Linked DNA regions of Gasterosteus aculeatus: region 2 is linked to region 1. The links are chromatin contacts, called in public Hi-C maps. All regions are on one chromosome and are shown on one strand. The core of a region is the stretch at or near the end of the contact, and the rest is flanking DNA. Distances in the headings are between cores, read along the strand shown.

Evidence for each region. A called contact is a pair of places that touch in the nucleus more often than the background predicts.
Region 2: a Hi-C map of skeletal muscle shows a contact between it and region 1, with 3 times the contacts expected there. The contact joins the enhancer-like site here to the promoter of id2a in region 1. A contact is called at or near these places in 5 of 6 Hi-C or Micro-C datasets (liver, skeletal muscle, tail fin and 1 more).

Annotation. Positions count from the first base shown.
Region 1 is chr15:7,479,636-7,487,088 of fGasAcu3.hap1.1, forward strand. It overlaps id2a (inhibitor of DNA binding 2a), which reads right to left and starts at 4,277. Exons shown (of 2, transcript XM_078089967.1): 1 at 176-4,277. The coding sequence starts at 529.
Region 2 is chr15:7,581,534-7,588,986 of fGasAcu3.hap1.1, forward strand. No RefSeq gene overlaps it. Among protein-coding and RNA genes, the nearest start is that of LOC120832839, 56 kb to the right of the region's middle. Within about 2 kb of position 3,003, at least 3 of the 9 cell types and tissues checked have open chromatin away from gene starts, as enhancers often do. A contact at or near this core is called in liver, where this site is marked.

The sequences.
Region 1 (7,453 bases), core at 3,027-5,526:
ATTTTCTTTTTCAACAAGCCATTTTGTGCGAGTTACGCATAGGCTTAGAAAAGGCGCACCGGTTATGCGCACAAATACAAAACCACTCTATACCTCCCACAACACACCAGGCTGTCGTCCCCTCCATCCCTCCTCCCCCCATTGCGACCCCTCGTTTAGCTACAGTGTAATTTACCTGTAATGACAAGATGCTGATGTCTGTGTTGAGGGTGGTCAGGGGGGTCCTGGATGGAGCCTGCCCCGGCCGCGCAGGGTGATGCAGGCTGGTTAGTGCGACACTCGAGTCCAGCGCGATCTGCAGGTCCAGGATGTAGTCGATGACATGCTGCAGGATTTCCATCTTGCTGACGTTCTTGTTCTGGGGGATGCTGGGCACCAGCTCCTTCAGCTTGGAGTAGCAGTCGTTCATGTTGTACAGCAGGCTGAGCGGGTCGTCCACCGGGGTCTTGCTCCGCGAGATTCCCAAGGAGTGCTCTGATATGTTCGCGTTGTTTTTCCGGAAGGACCGCACGGGGCTTATTGCTTTCATTTTTTTTCTCCTTCTGTTTAAGTTAGGCGAGAGAGCGCGGTCGCGTGTGTCGATATCTTGCTTCTTTTTATGTCCCGTATGTGCCAGACGATCAGCGATCAGACTGGAGAACCAAGCTGTCAGTGGGCTTTATATAGGCGGGAGGCAGGGCATGCGACAGAGGCGGGTCGGACGCTCTGATTGGACGAGGGGACTGTCGCTCAACGCCGTTTGGCTCTGCTACGGGCTCTTTGCGCTCAAGTCCCTCCCTTTCTCCGCCGCGTTACCAGTGGCAACGCATTCGGAAGGCGGAACCCAGAGGGCGCTTCAGCAGCTCCGGTGGGCAATTTGGAAAATTAAGCCCTTACCTGTTTCTGATCAGGAAAATTAATGATTTGCGTTGCTTTCAATTGACCGTGGACAATGCGTGAGCACGTGGCGATACCTGTGCGCGATTTTAATCTCGGTGGTTTTGTGATGAAAATCAAGCCAAAAATTGATTTCAAAATGAATATTTCCATGGAGAGAAAAATGATTTTGATGCGTGGATGCGTGGAGAGTTTATGCACGATGACTTATCCAACAGACAGAGAGCGATCACTCATCACACTACATTGAGTTTCCACGTGCAGGTTTGGAGGTGTGGACCAGTGATGACAGGTACCAGGCGCGTTTGATGATTCCCTAATTCGCTTCAGGCCGGACCGGTGTGAAGGCAACTTACTGAGACTGAATAACAAACTGAGGGGGGAAATGTTTGGCTGAAATGCATCCAACAGGAAGCTCGCCAGACCAGCAATAAGAAATATATGTGTGTGTATTTATGCTGGCGGAAATAAAGCCTCTAAAGCTGGGAAAACTTAAAACAAATATATAATGTTTAGTCATAAGACTCACCATAACATTGGATATATTTCATTCAGCGGGAGCAGCAGTGTGTGTGTGTGTTCTGTCAAAAATGTTGACGATGCTCAGGATTTAAAAAAAACAAACACATCCATTACCCGACAACTATTTATTGCGTTGTTGTTCACATTTCATCATTATGAAACACAATCCTCATCACGGGAAGGTTTTGTCTGCACTGTGTATCAGCGCGGCCGTGTAAGTGGCTGAGCACATCTAAACGCATCAGTTCCGGTCCCGTGCACTTCAGTGTTGATTGTCACCTGAGCATGTTGTGTGTCAAAGTTCACTTAGTCACGGCCTACAAATGTGGCTTTCATATCTGAGCACATGAAGAGGGGATTAACCGCTATTGACACTTTTACGTTTTGTGAATGAGCCATTTGTTTGTAGGAATTACACGCTTCACTCCTCTGCTGGAGGTTGGAGGGGAGAGGGAGGGGGGGGGGTTTGATGCCGCACGAAATACCCCCGGGGGGCAGTTGTGGACTGTCGTGATTTACACGAATATTGCATTTCCCTTGATTTAAAAAAAAACCTCATATATATATATATATATATATAAAAAAAATATAAAAAAAAAAAATATATATATATATATATATATATATATATATATATATATATATATATTGTTATAGAGGCAAAGGGTGGGTGGAGGAGAGTAAACCATTTTTAGGGTTTGTTTGAATTAATTTATGTTTGCAGAACAAAAAACACACAAACAAGACACAAAGTAACCGGTAATGAACAAAAGGGAGACAGTTCTGAGTGAAAAAAGGTCCAGCGAGCTGATTTCTGTGAGCAGAGGAGGTGCAGTCAGTAATAGTTGGCCAGTACAATAATCAATGCGATGATGAATTTGCGTCCTCGTCGCATGTTTTCCCACATTTCTCTCTAAATGCAGGAAAAACACCATCTGTGTCATCTTTTTACGCGGCCCGGACAGCTTCTCCTTCAGCTGTCCGGCGATCCCCGTTCTCTTGTGGATTTCTAATCTCATCTGAAAACTCCACATCTGGCGCGATGGGGACGTTTCCATTTCGCCCCACGTCCCCCCCCCGCCCCCCCCCCCCCGTCGTTCCCTACAGGCTGAGCACATTTCGCGCGGCGCCTCTGGACGATGAGCGATTCCTGACGGCCAAAGGTGATTAAATCGCGCAGAGAGCACGTCGGTGCAAAGCCGAGCGCACATCCAGCGGCCGCCGCCTCACCCCTTCTTCTTCTTCTATTCCTCCCCGTTTTCTCTCCTCCTCCTCCTCCTCCCTCTCGCTGCGCTTTTGGAGCAGACTCTCTGGCGCCGGTGCCGTGACGTCACCCTATTCACAGCAGCCCTCGAGCCAGCCCTCGCGGCGCCACCGAGGCGGTTTCCATGGAGACGGGGTTTCGGGGTTGTCAATCAGAAGTGCAGGTTCTCAGCTGATCAACCCCGGGACCGGGTCACGTTTGATTCCCCACTCGATTGGATTATGATCTGCTAGGAGGATACTATTATGGTAATATAGGAATGGCTGGCTGTAGTTTATATACTCCACAGATTCCCCAATAGGACATCTCACTGAGGGACAGTGGGACCTTCATGCATCAGTGAGGACAATCCAGTATGTAATGTCATTAAATGGTATGATGCATTGGAGTAATTGGTACATCTTAATATCTTTTTAAATCGTTTTTTTTTCAAATGTCAAAAAAGATAAATGAGTCTACAGCTGTTTGTTGGCTCCGACCAATTTGAGTTTCCATGACTGTCCAGCTAAATGTATGCCTTCACCATATGAACCAAATGGCCACAAGTCGTTTCCACAAGTTCCCCTAAAGGTTCCTTTGCCCCCATCCGAGTCACGAAGGCATTCCTCGGTGGCTCGCCTCTCTACGTCCCCCTTCTCTCCCCCTTCTCCCCCCACTTTGGGTTCAGGAGATGAGGTTTAGACAACAAAGCGGAGCTGCCAGCCGGCTGCGGTGCGCCCTGCAGCTGCAGCCGGCGTCGGGCTGCTGCGCTGCGGTCAGAGACGTGTTGATCCTCCGCCCCTGCAGCTTCATCTTCATTCTTTCAGCGGATTCGAAATGGATTTTCGTTGTGTGTTTATGACCCGCATACAAAGAAACTTTTGCTTTTCTTCTAACCTGTCCTCAAGTCCCGACGCAGCGAAGGGTATTCAAATAAAAAGTTACTCTCCGTGCACCCAAAAATACTGTGTTTAAACGGCAAGGGGATTAATGTAATGACATAATGCGGAAAATAAAAGGTCAGAGGCTACACTAACCGTATAGGAAATGAAAAAAGAAGAAAAAAAACCTTAATCGTTGAAGTGCCGAATCTGTTACGTCCCCTGTGTGCACAGCGAAGCGGTTCGTCATTCAAGTTAAACTCACTGCATTGATTCTAAACCGTTTACTCCCCAAAAACCTGCGTGTCAACACCGCCGCGTCTTACGCGAAAGAGCCGACGTCGAATTCAGCTCGTTTCGCAGTGCGCGTCCGTCCGAGTTACAACAGCCGCGCTGCGCCTTTTTCGGTGACTTCCTCTCCATCTGCGTCATGCGCCTCTCCACCGGGTCGCGCCTGGCGCGCGGAGGAGTGCACTCATCCAAGGGTGGCGCGGGGACTCCTGTAGCGGCTTCGGGGCGTGGTCTGAATGTTCTACACCCTCGATCTGCAGTGATGTAGTGAAGGGGGCTGTGATCTGCACGGGGTGAACGTGCAGCCAACAAACGGCCAGAGAAATCTACTGCAATTGCGTTAGAGCTCTTGCAATGCAGTGTAATGTCATAACTAAGAGCATCCTTATGATACAATCGGTTGCAATCATCAGTTTTTTCATGATAGTATTTTATTTTTCATGTTTAATAAAAATAATTTCCTGGTTGCCAAGATATCGTCCCGGTTTTATCCAACTAATATGCCAAAATCCATATATAAATATCCATATATAGAAATGACCAAAAAGGATAAAATCCCCTCATTTGAGAAGTTGTAACCCAAAAATAACCCCATTATCAATATAATAGTAGTAATTTCCTTATTATTTGAACACACATTTACGGTCTAATACAGACACAAAAGAGTTTAGCAGTCAGTCAACATTCATAACAACATTTTTGTGTAACAATGAATCTCTAATAATGAACAGATGTGTTTACTGGACACATTTTATGATTCATTCACAGATTCAGCATGTGTTCATGAATTCATAACGTGACTTTTTTCTTTGCGACAATGAAAATCTACTGCCTCCAGCATAGAAAGAGGCTCTGGTTCAATCCGTCTTTGGCCCTGCCTAAAAATACATCTGGCCTTGCCGCTGTCTTCCTCCCCGTCCACCTCGCACCTCTCCCCGGTCTCTCCTGTGGTCCAGATGGGACTTTCTCTGCTCTCTGAGCAGCAGCCACCGAGGCCTGGCTCCATTGTGAGGTGAGAGGCTGCAGCGGGCCCACGGGGGAAGGGAGGAAGCACCGGGAGCGATGGATGGGTGGACGGGAGAGATGAGGTGGCCAGATTGGACTGGGAGACAAAGGCACCATGGCTACCCGAGTACCTTCCAGGCTGGTCGTAGAGTGGCCACTCCACGCCTCCCTGGAGCCGGGCCCTCCCTCTGCTCCTCCACAGCACACAGCTGGCAGCAGGAGATGGGACGGGGAGGTACGGGCGGCGGATTACGCCATTCCCCGGCAACTATAGTCGTCCGAAGTTGTCGGGAATCAACTTTATTTATTTATTTTTTTCCACTCAGATCTTTTGGCCAGCGCGACAACCACCAACCAGTTGGCAGTGTGGAAAAGTTGGCTTCAGTTTAACTTTCGGGCAATATTGCCCGTTGGCATACAATCACACGCTAACATTGCTGTGTCGCCCACCTATCACGGCGGCACAGCTGTCACTGCAGCAAGCAGTCTGTACCCCAGTAATCAGATATCTGCATATCTACACTTTCACACCGGGAGTATGACAGTGTGGCTCTAGTCGAGCACACTGTCACAAGATTATGTTCGAAATCATATTCTTTTTTTTTTTTTTCTGCAGCGGGGAGATCAGAGATGGTAAGTTGCAGAAAATATATTAACATTAGAATTTGGTATTAATGAGCATCGAGTCAGCCGTCGATGTGCAACGGCGGCCTAATGTTCCTCCTCTGGGCCTTTTTGCTTGTCGTCTCGCTCGCAGATGCCTCGGTGAGCAAATGAATGGTGTGGATGTCGTTTGAATCCCACCGTGCAGGCGGTCAGCTTCCTCTATTCCATGGGGAATTGAAAATATATGTGAGACCTGAAACTAGCTTGTGATACCACCTTTTGCCTGGGACTTCTGGTACTGCGGTAAGACGGTTTTGTGTACGTGTCTCAACGACAGTATATCAACTGGTCAACTGGGTTGCAGATTTCATTTCAGGGAACGTCACACGTTCTTTCACATTGATTTAAAACATTAGTTTCTTGCATTAATGATCATAAAGTGTGACTCGTTAAAATAATAAAGTATGTTGCGATTGTAAATCTGTGCCTTATCCTTTGAACTAGTAGCATGCAACACAATCTTGCTTGTAGCTCTTCTGGACTGTTTGAAAATCATATATGTTTGAAATGTACAGAACAGCAGTTCAATGTGTGCCGAGATTGCTGTAACACATATAACACATTTTACTATATCCAACATACTGTAACTACTGCTGTTGATTCCTCGCAAACAACAAACAGGAAGACTTGTGGCACATATGCTTCAGATTACATTCTGGAAGCCAAATTGTATCATTAATTTAAGAGGTAATCCCGTGCGTCATACCATTGGACCCCTCTACAGTCCTCCGTCTCAACGAGGGATATTTTAGTAAGCTAACGTTAATTCACGCCGATGGCTCGGCTACTTTATCCGAGCAGCAGCTAACGCATGGCAGCTACTGGGTGCCGGTGGAAGGTTCAGCGACACAGTGCCGAGCACCTACGAAGTATCTCGGCCTACAAAGAGCCGGTGCGAGCAGTGGCCCCCCGTCACCCCTCCCCCCGGCCCGTCCAACCAGACAGAACCGAGCAGGACATTTCGGACTGAACTCGTCAGCAGAGCTGTGTTTCCTGGGGCTGTATCTCTTTAATGCAGCCGAGCCCACTTCCTTATAACTCACAGCCCTCTGACCACAGTCCTCTCGCTCTTACTCAATCTGTATCTATTTATACAGCACAGGGGGAAGGGAGTTAATGTAGGAAACACAGTCCTTTCTGTGAAAACAGAGCACAGGTCGGTCGTGTCTGATTCATTGGTCTGTCTCATGCCAGCGCTTGACCACCCGTGCTTGTTCTGTTTCCATTACGGTAAGTTATGTGTGTGATGTCTGGAGGAAGGGTGCACCATGTAGGCTGTGAGCAAGTAGGTGCTGCTTTGAACAACTGGTTCTGGTGAATTGTGGGTGCCGGGAAAGCCACGCACACATTTCTGGCCCTTCAACACGTGACAGAAGAAACTATAGTTTCCTTTTCTGCTTTTTGGGGTTTAAATAAAAATGGCCTGAACTTATACAAACAAAATAATTAGTGAAATAAAAATAGAATAACACCATAGCTGCCAAGATGCTTTCCAACGTCGTTTAGGCGTAACTTGTTTGCAGTGTGAGAAATGTAAGTGCACCAGAAAGCCCAGATTTTCAACTACGGCTGTTTCACAAATCATTCACTCAATCTGTCATTCGTTTTATTTCCCAATTACGGTCATTCCACATACCTCTTGGAACGCAGGGAAGATCTTGAAAACATTGAGGTCATAAGTCAAAGCCCTCCTCAGGCCACCTCTACAGTTTCCGTGGCCTTTACACACTGTTTTAGTGTCTTAACTCACTGTTTCGGTTTTTCGGCCCTCAATTTGACTGTTTTGGTTCACCCTCACAGCTCTTATGGCGTTTAGTTTTCTTCACGCCTCCCCAGATGTGAAGGAAAAAACACTAAGCTAAAACACAAATTGACTGAATTCACTTTGTAACCTTGCAAAGCAAATCTCTGTAATCCTTGTGATGTAATCAATGCACGGTGTAGTTACCTTACTTATAAGGAAGTTGGA
Region 2 (7,453 bases), core at 1,753-4,252, 100 kb after region 1:
TTAGACATTTTTTTTATTTCTCTGGCCATTATAACATATATATCATAACATAACATCATATCATATAACATATTTGCATAGATATCTAAATGTCCTATCACACACATAACATTTTCCATATTCCATATATAACATATTTCCCCTGTAACAAAGAAAGTTGTCATAATTTTACAACATGCATTTGGAATTATTAGTGATACTGGTGCAAACGATTGGACGGGAATGTATTGAAGCTTTGGGGGTAGTGGACTTCCTGTGTAGAACATTACTATGGCCTGGTGGCATAACTCTCTCTGTCAGGAGTTGTTTCTGACGGTTAAAGGGCCCTGCCTGCTCGTCGTGGGGTGTCTGGATGCTCGGATGACAGCTTCCGACCGACGCAGCACTGAAGACATCACACGCTGCGTGTTGTTCGCCCCACACTGACTGAAACTTTACACAAATTCCAAAGAATTGACACCTTTCTACCTTGTTAGTTTCTTTCCCCGGCACAGCAGCAACCACACATTAGCACCTTTTTAAAGGTTTCTTATCTGTTTTATGTTATTCTTAGCTGTGCCTGTGTCACTTTAGACAGAAAGTTTTAGTTTTCTTACATTCACGTTTTTCTTTCTGCTACTTCTCACCGTTTCGTATTAGGAATTGGCCTTAGTTACAACAGCAGCTTTGTTGTTCTTGAAGTGTGCCAGAAGTCATCACAGTGGCTACGGCTTTCTTAGTGAATGGTAATCTGATTAGTCCTTCATGAATTACAACATCGCGCCACACACACACACACACACACACACACACACACACACACACGCACACACACACACACACACACACACACACACACACACACACACACACACACACACACACACACACACACACACACACACACACACACACACACACACACTGTATTTGGACAGCCTTAGAGAGCAGTCAGTTCATTAAAAAGCCGACAGCAATAACCAGGATCTGAACCTTGTGTGGAGGAACAAACCCCCAGATGCTACGGTAACAAGTCAAACTTCAGGAATATTACACCCCAGTGTGATCCAATGTGATCCAGTCATGTTCTTTTTTGAAACTTTTTTTTGTGAAAAAACACTTTTGATCCGGTGGTTCGTCGTTTTTTCTGGGGGAGATGGGGCGAGCAAAGGAGCCGCCATTGGGTCTAACGAACAACCCACCCGGACCCAGAGCTGCTTGGTCTCTGAACCCCCCCCCCCCCCCCTCCAGTAAACAGTCCATTAGTGTAGTGCTCCAAGGTAAACATATTTACTGGCTGGTGACGGCTTGCCAGTGTGGCTCCTCGGGCCCCGTGGCAGAGGGGATTTCATTAGGCAGAGGACAGGGGGAGAACGGAGGAAATTAATGTGCCATTCAAGATGATTTCTTTGTTTCCCATCAACATGATCACAGACAGGCCGCGGGGAAGAGATGATTCACGCACACAAAGGAAAGAGACAGGGGGAGAGAGGGAGGGCCAGGGGAAGGGAGAGAGGGAGAGAGAGAGAGAGCATATCACAAAAGGCTCCCGGTGCGTGAAATGTCTTGCTTTTGGTGAAAACGCTGTTGTCATAATTTTTGTTATGGCTTGAAGTGCCGGAATTGTTTTCAATCAGAGAAGCTTTCTTTTTTTGTCATTAAGGCTCGAAAATGAAAGTATTTCTGAGCAAAAACACCAACAGGCATAACAATGTAATGCAATTTTTTCCCGCACTATCTGCACACAGTAATCCACTCAATGCGGTGATGTCCCGCAGCTTTGTTAAGAACCACAATAGCTGTGTTTTGTTTTCTTGCCTGCAACCTGGGGGATATTATTCTGTGGCCTGCCTTGTTTATTAATAACCGCAGTTCACCAATTCATTATCTGAGAAGTACATGAGGCTGATGGGAGAATGTTGAGTCGTTGGTAGATAGTTTGTAGTGTCACTGCTGCTTCGTTTGTGCACAAAAGTAAAACTGTACTTAAATCGAGTTAACAAACGTCTTGGGTGTTTTTCTGTCATCAAATTACCACATTAAAGCACATGTATGTTTGAAAATTAAAACTCAAATTGAACTGAAGTCCTGAGCAGCAGCATGAAGTCGTGCGGTAAGTCAACATTTCTGAGTTGAAACTATTAAAACATAACTTTTTAAGGGATTAACTGAAGTTTTTTTTTAATCAAAAGCAGGCGGCTTGGATTTAAAAACACAGAAAGAGATTCAGAAATACTGGATCCTTGCCGGTCTTTAGTTGGAGAGGAGACGTTGTTGTTCAAAATGAGAAAGCTTCAATCAAAAAGAATTAAAAAAACAAACGATGTGGCCACTTTGTCAATTGTAAGTCATAGTTTCATACAATTGTTTACTCTTTTCTGTATACACAGCACATGATAAGCTGATAAGAATAAATGAATTAGAATCCACCGATTAGCAATCATTTCCGATAATGTCTATAATTTATTTGCCGTGCTTTGTTTAATTGTTAATCCTTTACCAGAACTTGTGCCACGGGTCATATTGAGGGCATTTAACCATATTGCCATTATATTACATCTTTCTTTTGCCATCATAAAGATGGAGACTCACCTACATGATGTGTGTACATGAACTGGTCAAGTCAACAATATCTCTCTCTCTCTCTCTCTCTCTCTCTCTCTCTCTCTCTCTCTCTCTCCCTCTCTCCATCCACCTCTTCTTCCATTCGGGTCACACTCAGGGTTGTACAGAACCTGTGAGCGATGTGCTGGGTGACATGAGCTGCATATAAATGACCGTAGAAGAAAAACATGCCCCAATTTATTTACACTCTCTATCACACACACACGCACGTCCACCAACACGCACACAAACACACACACACACACACACACACACACACACACACACACACACACACACACACACACACACACACACACACAGTGCATTTTCAGGTGCCCATCTCGCTGTGCTAGGAGGCAGGTTTATGTAGTTGGTGACCTTAGACTGTGGAGCAGGTGTTTAGGGTCTGATAACATCATGACAGAGAGTACAGGTGTGACTGCATACAGACAGGAAGGACACACACACACACACACACACACACACACACACACACGTACGGACCTCTATTGTATTCTATATTGGATGGAACGGCTCTTTGTTCAATGACCAAAACGACGCAACGTCACACTGCCAAGGGGATTATGGTCATGTTTGGATACATTGTGCATACGGCTTCGACTAAATAAAATCTATTTAAAACAAAGCTAGCGAAGACATGGATGTGTTCTACCGTGTGCGGCACACTCAAACATAAGCCTCCATGCAAACATGCATCTGTTCAGTACAAACAATGCAGACGTAATTAATTAATAGCAATTATTGCAATATGAAACCCAAACCATTTGCGTTTGTTTATTATTTAGCAGTATTTTGTTGATGTAGTAACAGGTGATAAAAAAAAACAAAAACGTTTCGGCCCTTTAAAGCAGTATTGTTGGATCCATTGTTCATCTGTGAGCAGTGGACATGCATAAAGGTAAATGTCAGCTTTCACGCCCGTCCAGGGGGAGACTTGTCCTCTGCACCATCATGTGGAGAGAATCAGTACAGCAGTGACTTTTATTGACATTCCTCTCAGAAAAGCAGCGGCCAACCGGGCCTCTGAAAGTAATCCTCCTTTACGGAGACGTGGGCGGGAAGGGGACGCAGAGTAAAGCTGATCAATTTCATCCCAGCCAGCAAATTGCAAGTGTGCTTCCACTTGTGTCCGCTATGCTGCCACCCGATCCCGTATTTATACCCTGAGGATGAATACATAAACTGTTTCTGTGCAGCATCAAACCGGGAAGAGATGTTTATGAATTCAAACTAAAACATAAAGTGCAGGATTAGGTTTTTTTTTTTTTTGGAGAAGTCCTAGCCTGCAGGGTGATGTTTTGTTGATATCAAGCGAGGCCCAAGGTACAGCCTTGATAAGGACTGATATACAGACCCAGAATGTTTTGTCTCTCCGGTTCTCATTCAGCATGACAGAGAGGATTTCAGAGAGACTGCACTGCCAGATGGGAGATTGTTCCTCCATGGGTATTGTCTGCGAAACGCCTCGGAATATGTCAGCTTTATCTGCGTTAAAACATACCAAACATTTTTGCATGCGATACTGCGGCAACCGGAGCTGTAGCCTCTCCCATCTGTGCCGTTGCAAACTGTATCTCGGTCCTGCAGCATCCAGTACACAAGGCAAAAATAACTCCACTGATCTGAGAAGAAGGCTGCTTCTGCCAAATTTGTGGCACGTAAATGTGTGAAATGTTGTGATATTGAGACATGGTTCCAGATAGATTATGTTGTATCAGTGAGCTGTGTTTCATCCCTCTCCCCGCTGCTCTCTCCTGCTCGCTCTTCTCTCCGTTTCTCTATCTCACTCGCGCACACAGACACACGTTGACGCACATAATGCTCCATCATTTCCCTCATCGTCCCGTGCAAAGGCAAATATATGCTCTCCCTTCGCTGTGGACATAATGCCGAGGTCATCAACGGAATGTTAATGAATGTTTTAACCCGCTTGCACACCAGGATTTGCCGAGCGAGCAACTTAACTTAAAACCGTAACAATACAGTGTTGCAAATGTGCATTCCTGTAAAAGAGAGAGGGTTTTTTTTTATTTTCAGACCACCGCAGCTTGCTCTGACTTGTGTGTTGAGCTAAAAGAATGCGGAAAAGAGTGAGGACGCGAAATCAAACTGACCAAGAATTTCGGCCTTAATCGCCGAGCGGCTCTGTTTTCCCGAGTGTGACCCGTGAACTTCAAATACGAGTCACGTTGGGAATTGTAAGAGGAAAAAAAAAAAAAGAAGGGGGGGGTAGTGGGGCACAGGGTGTGGGAAGGAGAGGCCGTGGATCGCAGATCACTAGGCTGTGTTTGAGTATCTTATCGGCGCTGTCGCCAGCTCAACCTGGCTCCATTGACTTTGTGTGGGGCTTATGAAGGCCCACAGCTTCTGATTATTTGGGTGAGTGAGCTGTTCTGTGTAAACAAACATTGTGGCTGGGATTGTTCCAGTCACAACACGGCTGGTTGGCCCTTGACAACACCCCCCCCCCCCCCCCCCCCCACACACACACACACACACGTGTAGAGAGTACACACACAGTGGTGCATCATGTGTGGGTCGCTGTTTTATTCACCTTTTATGGATATCTATCATGCATTCTCATTGATAGTCAGGGATTCTCAATATGACATTCTGTTTTAGGAAAGCGATGGATGTCAGCTGCTTTGTTTCCAATGTTTTCAAACTAGCTATTGCAGATATTGCGATTGTGTTTTGAAATATGAGGGAATGCATTGCTCCTTTTCAATGGATGCATGCTGAAAGATGGCAGACTGACGCTACTGTAACCAAAAAACAGTGGGCATCTGTACACTCGTTAAAGCCAGGAGGAGTCAAGTGGAAGCATATTGGGGGTGAAGGGAGTGTAGCAACTATAAGGGAAAAAAATGATTATTTTCATCAGAAGCACAATGATATTATGCTGAGCAGATGGGACTTGGTGCAGAAAGTAAAAAAAAAAATGTATAAACAAGTATTTATTATCACTAGTCCTCAGTGAGACACTCGTTTTATAGGGTGAGAAGCGCTTGTGGAGGGGTTGCGAAGCCGGCTGCATCTCCAGATATCCATTCCAGATGCTGGCTAGACTTGGTGGAGCCGGGGCCCGCCGTACTGGGGGGCTGGGTTTAGTTGTCTTTTCCTCCAGGTGTGATGCCTCATGCTGATTCCCCCACATGTTCCATGCGTCTTATCCAAACACGCCGGGGCGGGTGACAGCGCCGGGTAGGGCTGCCGGCCTTTCCTCCCTCTCTGCCTCCCCTGGTGGCCCACCCACTCACCCACCCACCCACCCACACTGCAGGCAGCAGCCAGCCAGCCAGCCCTCTTCTCCTTACCTGTCATCGGAGTGCCTGCCCCGAATGTCAGCGCGGCGTAAACCTCCCGCCTTCAGTCTTTTGTTTCACTCATACCCCCCCAATCCCTCAGACCGCTGTCTCCTTGTGGGTTTGAAGGCCTTTTGACGAGAGCTTGTGTTCACGCCGCTGCTCCGCAGGCCCTGCTGCAGGCCGGGACAGGCCGGTTGTTGCTCTAGTAACTCAATCGGGCTCAACGGTGATGTAGGATGTATTAAACCTGTCATATTTCAAGCCTGGTCAGTTTTAGGACAGTACACCAAGGGGGAGTGTGAGGCGGTTACAGAAAACAAAGTGGAGTGGAAAAAGGGAAGAGAACTGTTTGGTGTGTTTGTTCCTTAGCTCAATGTTCGGCGTCTGTTTCCATTAGAAAGCTAAAGGTCTTTCTTTTTTGCAGTTTCAGTTGACACCGTGACTCAATTCTTCCGGGACAAAATTAATGTTTCCCTTTAATGTACATGGATCCCTCCTACTCTCTTTTTTTTTCCACTGCAGGAACAGAAAGATGAAGTGGGGGGCAAACAGTATTAGCTAGCCCACACAAAATATGTTGTCTCATGGCTCGAGTTGGACGCCTTCCAGGTTTGGCATAACTGAGGCTAACGTATTTATGGGAACAAGAAACATGTTGGCCTTCATTTCTTTGACAGTCTTAGTTTATTAGTATTACAACAAATACTGGACTTATTAAGTGTTTCTTTGAAGTTTCCGTTGGCTAAAAGCTTTTCAGAAGTGATTCATTACAAGTCAATTAAGGAGTTATAAATGAATTAGAAAGCAGATATTCGTGTTGTCACTTTGCACAATGAAGTCAAAAAATTAAACAGCATCAATTTTTCTACAGAAGCTCTAAAATATAAACAATTCTGTTTTCTAAATCCAGTAATTTAACGAGTTTCCTTCCAAGGCTTTTGATTGAGATCATACAGATATGGGTTCAGCTAGTGTGTGTGTGTGTGTGTGTGTGTGTGTGTGTGTGAGAGTGTGTGCGTGCATGTGGGAGCATTCTTGTGTTGTCATAACTTTGCTGAGATACTGTGAAACTCGGCATGATTTCCTGATGTTTAAAACATCAATTGCTACCGCCCCAATAAACAGCAAGCCTATTGTGAAAAGATGTGAGTACTTTTCTCATCAAGTTGAATCCAGCAACTTTCCCCTCGGCGGTGTTTAATATGCTTTGTCAAAATGAAACTGAAACTGAATTAAAATGTTTTAGCCCAAATGTCAAAAAGAAGCTGTGGTTTAGCTTAAACTCTTCAAATGTCACATTACTCTTCCCTTTTTGGCAATAATGTTTCAGATAACAATTTTCTAAGCGAGAAACAGGCTGATTGATCATCAGATTGGTTTCATATTCTTGCTTACTGTGTTTGCTACGTTTGACTGTGCTGAATATCTCTCGAAGCAAAGTTAGGCTTCCGTGTCTGGGTTTTGCTCATCAATGAGAACTGATGGTTTCCTGCCGTGAGTTCCAGGTGAGGCATCACTAGCGGCGGCTCATGACCCCC